Regions from separate parts of the Mus musculus genome. Here regions 2 and 3 are each linked to region 1. Evidence: chromatin contacts called from public HiChIP or PLAC-seq data. All regions are on one chromosome and are shown on one strand. The core of a region is the stretch at or near the end of the contact, and the rest is flanking DNA. Distances in the headings are between cores, read along the strand shown. Region 1 has its middle 130 kb from the start of Gm41097. Region 2 overlaps Fhit (fragile histidine triad gene). Region 3 overlaps Fhit (fragile histidine triad gene).

Evidence for each region. HiChIP or PLAC-seq counts read pairs in DNA pulled down with a chosen protein or histone mark.
Region 2: an H3K27ac HiChIP or PLAC-seq map of embryonic stem cells shows a contact between it and region 1, with 6 read pairs. The contact joins two enhancer-like sites.
Region 3: an H3K27ac HiChIP or PLAC-seq map of embryonic stem cells shows a contact between it and region 1, with 9 read pairs. The contact joins two enhancer-like sites. A contact is called at or near these places in 1 of 484 Hi-C or Micro-C datasets (embryonic stem cells) and 4 of 115 datasets of contacts at active chromatin or transcription factors (the NIH/3T3 cell line and embryonic stem cells).

What each region holds. Positions count from the first base shown.
Region 1 is chr14:9,318,021-9,320,720 of GRCm38.p6, reverse strand. No RefSeq gene overlaps it. Among named protein-coding and RNA genes, the nearest start is that of Gm41097, 130 kb to the left of the region's middle. Within about 2 kb of position 1,395, at least 34 of the 459 cell types and tissues checked have an H3K27ac peak or open chromatin away from gene starts, as enhancers often do. A contact at or near this core is called in embryonic stem cells, where this site is marked.
Region 2 is chr14:9,670,670-9,673,369 of GRCm38.p6, reverse strand. All of the region lies in intron 5 of Fhit (fragile histidine triad gene), which reads left to right. Among named protein-coding and RNA genes, the nearest start is that of Gm41096, 140 kb to the right of the region's middle. Within about 2 kb of position 1,384, at least 14 of the 459 cell types and tissues checked have an H3K27ac peak or open chromatin away from gene starts, as enhancers often do. A contact at or near this core is called in embryonic stem cells, where this site is marked.
Region 3 is chr14:9,694,144-9,696,843 of GRCm38.p6, reverse strand. All of the region lies in intron 5 of Fhit (fragile histidine triad gene), which reads left to right. Among named protein-coding and RNA genes, the nearest start is that of Gm41096, 170 kb to the right of the region's middle. Within about 2 kb of position 1,318, at least 17 of the 459 cell types and tissues checked have an H3K27ac peak or open chromatin away from gene starts, as enhancers often do. A contact at or near this core is called in embryonic stem cells, where this site is marked.

The sequences.
Region 1 (2,700 bases), core at 146-2,645:
TGTGGTATTATGGTATATCATTCTGCCTGCTTGCTGTCACACCCTGTGCTGCTAGGAAGTGTCCATCACATTAAGGACTTACATTTAATTTGGGCTACACTGTCACAGAAAAGAAAGGCTGGGGCTCAATGAGCTTAAAAAAAAAAGACTTCTTGTTTAAAACTTTTCCTGTTTTCCTTGTAGCCTGGTGACAAAATGGAAAAGAAGAGAAATGGAAAAGAAGAGAGCATTGGCTACAGATGTCCCACTTGTAGAGCATGAGGGACATGGCAGTGTCGGCTGGATGCTGTGGGATGGCATAGGAGCCCTGCACTATCACTGGCATTTCTATTAAGTATTATAGATCTTCATACTGAAACAATCCAGAGCTACTGAAACCAGAGCAAGGCCAGGGTACAGTGCTTCACTGTGTGATTTTTTTTTTTTTTTTTTTTAAGGAAGCACAAGTTCTGAAATTTCTCTTGAGGCATCGATTGCTTTAGTTGATCTTCATACCTGCAAAAGGAAAAGAGAAAGTGTTCCTTGTTATTTGGTGGTATGTTAAGTTTAGCTTTTCCCCTTAATTACACTATGTGTTTATGATATAGAGTTAAAACAACACAGAAGCATGTAGAGAAAAATGTGGCTCGGTTCTTTCCATCACTCCCTTCTAACCTCAGTTCCCTGGGGAAATAGGGCCAATGCCTTGGCAGAAAAGCTTCAAATTCCTTTCCTATTTACAGACATCTATTTCTGTACATATACAAGTGAAGACAGATATCGGAATGTTTGGGCGTGCACACCGAGTTATAAAAGCCTAACTTTCATTGAAACAAGGCTTAGAAACACAGCACAAAGAGAGGTAAACTGAAACAAAAGGGTGGATCTCCCATTAGAAACTGGGAGCAAAGCCAAATAATGCCAAGGTGAGAGTAGTCGAGAGGTCAAAATAGCACATTATTTATCACATTCAATGCAAACATGACTCAATAAATGCCCTTTGCATATGTTGCTCCTAATGTGACCATTTCATTTAGAATAATTACATGATCATGCCGCCTCACAAGAATTTGGTCAGTAGTACCCAGGTTTAGATATTTGTGTCACACAATACATAAAAACTGAACAAATATACTGCCTTATCCATTGCTGACCCTAATATGCATATTTCATTTGATATTCTTTATACAATGTTGAATCTCTGTTACACTTTAGTTCTGAATCTTTTCCTTATATGTCCTTTCCTGTATTGCCCCTCTTACACCTAATACCTATTTGTTCTTCAAATGACCAAACATTTGTTACCATCCTTGCAAAAACTTTGATTGTTTTTGCTATTAACTTCAGGTCCTTAGAGGTTGAACTGATGAAAATGTGAAGGGACTCACGCAAACAAAGCTTTTGTTAGGAATCCTCCAAGATCAGACTGGAAGTTCTCCCAACAAAGGGATAGTGGGAGCCACACCTACCATACAAGAAAGAGTCCATCATGAAAATGTAAGAGGGATTTCATATTCAAATCACGCATATTGGACTACCATTAGGTAGTCATCAGTGTTCATGCTTTAAGATTTCAAGTAAGAAATCAAAATGTTCTCCTTGTAACCTGCAAGTTCTAAGGAAAAAGGAAATCAGCATAGTAACAAGATTTGCTACCTTGGGGCCTCCCAGTGGACTCTGGAGGCAATTAAACTCCCTGAAATGGTAAACACAATCAAGCAAATGTTCCTAGGTCATGCACTTGTTTAGGAACAAGGACATGACCTTCAGTTTGGTGCTCCAAAGGATCAAGAACTAGATCACAGAACAGAAAGACAAATGTTTAGAAAAGAGCAGGGATACATTTGCAGCCTAGTGGGTGTGGCTCTTGCCATAGACAGAAGAGTTTGAACAAGCCTGAGTTTCTACTCTATCTTCAGCAGCTTCTCAGTTAATGCTTGACATTAACACACTGCTTTTTGATATTTTTCAGTGAAAGTACATCCCTTTATTGTGGCATGGGTTTGCAGCACAGAGGGGCATAATGAAAAAGGAACAAGAAAAGAACCTCGGCCAGAGGGTTTCCATACAAATGAGGCTTTTACATCAACACATTCTCAAATCTCAGTGCACTACCCCACACTCAGTTAAACACACAAAACGGCACTGCAAACTCCTCTTATCCCTCTTTCTGTTGGTATGTGCTTCTGTAGAGCTGATATGAGTGAACCTTATAATAAAACATGCTAGACATAGGCCTTCAGCTCAGAAGATATTATCAAGAACGATTCCTGACTACAATACCCAACCCTGAAAGAAGCCCAGTGTATGGAGCTCATTATTTCTGAAACTTGACAAGCCCTAAAAAATAAATCAAGTGCTAACTTGAATTACAAGTGATTTTTCACCAAATATGGGTTTGAGTAACAGACTATGCTCTCGACAATTACAACCCCATATTGAGATGAAGTTGAACCTCACACTGTTTAGGCAGGTGTCAATTCAAATGATGGAAGCAATTACTATGTTGTAAGCTTAGAAGCAAATTCAGAATTTCCTGGGAATCACAACTGGTCTTTAGTCCCAAGCTTGTCACTTAAAGGTAGGTGACCCTGGGAAAATCAGCTGATGTGATTTTCCTCATTTGCAAAGTAAGTGGATTGGATGCTTTCTCCACTCATTCCCTTCCAGACACAGCAGTTGATAACTCAAGTGTTACTTGTAAGACACCAAAAGGGTTAG
Region 2 (2,700 bases), core at 135-2,634, 350 kb before region 1:
TCTACTGCATTAAGGATTAGAAATAGCCCCAGGACAACTAAAAACTTACTATGTAGGAAAAGAACATGTCTTAATTATGAGCCTGGGCCATTCTAGTCTTTGCAGGAGTCACATTTATTCATTGCTCAGACCTGGCTGTGCTGTGACACACACACACACACACACACACACACACACACACACACCTACCCTATACATACCCTAGCTTCGATTCTGCATTTCTTTTGATAGGCAGCTTCCGCTGAGCCACTGTGTAACACTTATGGCAGTGGCAGAAGCTATTTCTCCCTACTAGTAAAGGAAGGAAGTGGCTGCATGTGTTAACAGCCTGTACTCAATTACTCAAAAATTTGAATTCAGCAGACAGTCCAAAGCAGCAGGTCCTTGAGCCCATTCATTCCATAATAATCTGAATTCAAATGACATTCCTAAAAAGGGAGTGAGCCACATCCACACACAGGAAAACCCGAGGGCCAAGTCATCTGGCACTGGCACAGGTCAGCTGGAAGAAAGAAAAAATGTTGAGTGGGTTCATTGGGTGCTATGGCATCCAACATCCTTGCCAGCCAGTTGCTATCTACTTACTAGATCTGTAACTGGATCAGATGAAATAGTACAAATGTGTCAGGGCAGCACCAAGCTTTGAAAAGTCTCCGTGTGGTTCATTTCCTTCCTTGAGCAGCAGGTACAATACATGTGAAGTCCCAGTCTAACAGTATGGGGCAGTGCAGAGGAGTCAGCCTATGAAACCTGGAGAATCCTGCAGAATAGCTTCTCATTGCCTAATGTCCTACAAGAACCCTTCTTTTCCCTGCTAAGAATGAGCAGGTCCTTCTAATATTGAAAGTCTTAACCTGAAAATCTTACCTCCTTCATAAACTTAGGGGAAGACTGTCTTGAGTATGGCAGCAAGATATTTGACTTGAGTGATAGGGAGCCAGACATAGTAGCAAAGAGTTAGGTGCTAATGAAGACAATGGTTGCTTGGGTGTTTGGTACGCATCTTCCCCAAGGGGACTTTTGTGTTCCTACCATACTCTCAAGCTGTCAAGGTACCTTTTTCCTCACTGCTGTTTCTTAAGTGAATGTACCACAGGACTAAATTTAATCATCCAATATCTGATCCATTAAAGCCCAGGAGTTTCTTCATAGAATTACAAGGAACTAATCAGTGTAATGAGCCAGCGGTCTTCAGATATGTAAGCGCATGTTTCTAATGCAGCTAGGAGGAGATAGTTTTCTTTCTCACAGAAAGCAATGATACTTGGGATGGGGGTTAAATCTCACCCCAGCAAAGGAGGAATTTTGAGCTCATCTAGGAGAAAGACACATCAAAGGTGATTTATTCAAGCCTCAAGGTCCCCTATCTGTTGACTTTTGGTAGGTTGGAATGCAATCCTTTGTGTATGGAAACTCCCAGCTCCGCCCATAGGAATTGACTTGCTAATGTTAGTCCTGGGTAATAGCCGAAAAAATGCTTAAAAACATTCTAGCTTCAGCACAACACTTCTTCCCCCCTTTGTCACTGCAATTACAGAAGGAATGATCCACACAAATATTCATTAATAGCCAAATGAAGAGTAGGAAGGAGAGCTTTGTGTGTGCACACAATTACCTCAGCACAGATAGAGGGAAAGGCTACAAACCTCCACTGATGAGCAAAGGAACACTATTCTCACTTTTTGTCTGCACCTAAAAAAGAGTTTATGTTTTGTCTGACATCCAAAGAATTACCCAGAACCTAAAAGCTTAGTCCATTAAAAGAGAAGAGTAGAAAATCTATGGTAATGACTATTTTGGCCCATGCTGATGAGAGCCAGAGGATTTTGATCCACATAATCAATGTGTTGAGAGGAGATTGTAACTCTTAGGGAAATACTGACTTTACAGAGTCAGATGGTAAGGGGACTCACAGGGCAATCTGTGCATGGGTGGTAGGGGACTCACAGGGCAGTCTGTGTGCATGGGTGGTAGGGGACTCACAGGGCAGTCTGTGTGCATGTGGTATCTAGTATGCATGTAAAGGTGAGTTGATCAGCTTCAGCTTGAGAAAAGGGCACAAAGTATGAGTAGTTTTAAAACACTTGGGAATCTGTTGAGAAAATCCACTCTGTGATTTCCCATGATTCACTTGATCAAAATTTGCACAGGCAGATAGAAATTTAGACATGTATGTCTCCAGATTTGTACATTGTACAACTATATTTTATTCACCTGATGTAATTGTCCTCTCCAAGGCTTATTGCCTCCATCTGCTAACATAGGCCTGGAAGCTTCTACCCTCCGTACAATCTAATCTAGGCCTAGAATATTTTCAGCCTCTGAGACTAGCTACTGAATAAGATCACCCCTTCCTAGTTCTTTCTGAGCTCTGGCTTGCTGGCTGATGCAACATAGTTGTTTTGGCTCAAACTCTTCTCCATGCTGACTGATTTGATCTGACTTCTTTTGGCTTCTCCTGAATTGCTCAGCTTAGCCTCATACTAACTTTGGCAATATGTTCTAATCTTCTGGCTCCTTATTCTGTGTCTAGTTTGTTCTCTCTTCAATCTGTGTCTATACAATTATCCCAGTAACCCCCCCTCCTCTGTGCTGCTCTCTTTTAAGTTACATCTCTATGAGCTCTGTTCTTGTGAAAGTTGAGCATATCCTATTTTCTCAAATTGTTCTCTGATTCACCACTTTGTCTGCCACTCAGTT
Region 3 (2,700 bases), core at 69-2,568, 380 kb before region 1:
TACTCTTACCATTCACCTTAATCACTCCACAAGAGAGCTGGGTATCCCTCTTAGATAGAATTTGTAATCTCTTAAAGGTAGATAATGCCAATTACTCACCCAAATCCTGGGTCTGTCCACTAAGGTCCAGCACTTCTGGGCTGTCCCTTCCCCTCATCACTATGGATTCAGACTCCTGTCTTGCTATGTCTTTACGTAATGACTGACCCCTTCCCAGGAAGGGAATACATTGCCCCTTTCTTTTACTCTGTCCTTGGGGTCTAGAATGGAGAGAAAAGTACCTAAAAGCCTCAGGTGGATTGAGAGACTCTGGGATGGAAATTTGATATGATTGATAACACTATATGTTGGGTACATATGCCAACATCTCTCACTTCAAGACTTCAGAGAAGTGACCTGCAGGTGGACTGTTCCATCTCAGAGTTTCCCTTTTTTCATCCTATAAAACACCAAGACTCTCCAGACCATGTGTGTACAGTCTCACTTCTATAGAGAAACTGAGGCCCTTCGGTTTTTATTAAAGAACAATTCTACTTCTTAGAGAAAAACAATCAAGGTGGGTGGGCCTCTGGCTTTCACGAACAAGGGCAAGCACACACACACACTTCTCGATTCAGTTTATCTCACCATGACAACCAAGCCTCTTGTTTGCATTTTGCATTACAGTGGCTGACATGATCTGACCCCTCATGCTTTTATACTTTGCTCACTCGCTAAACTATACCCACACTGACTTTTCCTATTTTTGGAAATACCAAACTTGTCCCCAGCCTTAGGACCAACAGTAGTGTCCTCTGCCTAGACTTGCTCCCTCTCTCTTGTGATTGGAGGATTCTAGTTTCTGTCCCAGCTCAGACTTTAACCCTTGGCCAGGCCTTCCCTGACTTTCTTGTATGAAACCAGTTCTTATTCTATATGCTTTCCATCCCACAATCGTTTCTTGTTTAATTCTGTACCAAATGCCACTATCTCAGATTTTCTCATTGATGTAAGGGTTTGTTATCTGTGCCTAGTAAAGAGTTGTAGAATGGATGAGCTATTCTACAGTGGTATATGTATATGATATGATGCCTTACACAGAGCACTGGAGTGTAAAACATGCAAGAAGAGCCACTGAAAGCCGCAAGAGCAGAGAACAGGGCACTGAGCCTTCTTGGCTGGCTTCTTTCTAGCCCTAAGCTACATAGCCTCGGGCTCACACAGCTAGATCAGAGTCCAGAGAGAACAGCATTGAGGAAGGGCTTGATACATTGTTAACTATTGTCTACCACTGCCTGTGTGCTCGGCTGGCAAGTTAGCCTGTGAATGGAGACACTTCTTACTGAAGGAGCCTTAAGTGGATGGCCAGGGGCAAAAGCATCCTGTTAGTGAGTGAATGAATCTTAACAAAAGAGCTGGCTTCCTTTAAGTCCTGTGGAGGAGCTGACCCAGAATCTCATTTGATACTTCATTGTATCCCAGGCCTGGTTCCAGGAGGAGGTCATTACTTCAGCCAATAATCCAACATAAAGGCTTCCTATTCTTCAGTTACATAAAGTAATACAAGGCACATCCCAGCATCAGACATTAGGATTAACACTGACAAGGCTTAGTTAAAACGCTCTACCAGACAGCGGCTCTAAAGTGACTAACCCAGCTAATGTGGCGCACAATGATTCTTACTTCACAGGGAGAAGGACCTTATGCTTAAATACTATTAACACGTTTACTGTGATGGCCTTGCTGTAACAATCATAGTATCTAAGTATGAATATGATTTCTTAATAATATGAATTCTTTACCATTAATTTTTATGCTTTTAATTTTGATAATGTGACTCACTACTATGGAGAGTCATCTCTTTCCTTGACTTAAGTTATTTTTTTCCTTCCTGTTTTTAAAGTAAAATTGAAATTGTGCTATTAAGATGAGGGCACAACGTGCAAATGGGGAACTAGCTATGGGAGTTAGAGTGGACAAGTCAGAAGTAGATGGTTTTCAATTTAAGCTGAATGTTGACCATTAATTAACAGTGATAGGCTCAGTAGTAACACTAATTACCAGCCTGCAGCTCTTGCCCCTGGGGAATGGCAGGCAGCCTTGATGTTGTAGAAATTGCACTGGAGATTACAGGAGGGCAGGGCCCTTGGGCCTCCCTTCCAAAGGATTAGCATGTGTACTGTGGATTTCAGGATTCCTTTCCTGCTTTATACAATTTCCTGTGGGCAGGAGCATTCTCTCAGGCCCCTTCCCTACTCAGAAGTAGTGCTTTCAAAGGATCATGGTTGGAGGAGTATGTGCTAAGTTCATAGCACAAACTTTTTCCAGAAGTCACAGGATACAGTAGGCTAGGTACATTGTAGAACAGTTAGTCTGTTTGTCTCGGCCTTCAAACAGTAAAAGCATATGCCTACCTTATGCTGTAGGTTTTGTATTTGTGTATATGTTAGAAAAGTCTTCTGCAGTAGGTAGACTTCATCTGTTATTTAAGATGACTCATGCTCTAACCTCTCACATTTTCCTGGTTAACATGACAGAGAGAAAAGAGTATGCTGTATAATATCAATTCTTAAATGCTTCCCTCAAGAAGTAGTTCACGTCTTATATCATTTATTTGATAACGGCAGCCAAGCAACATGGTCCCATCTCATTTTAGGAAAGCCGTCCTTCCTTTTAACAGGGGTGAGATAAACTAGAAATATCAGCGTACAGTGAAGACTA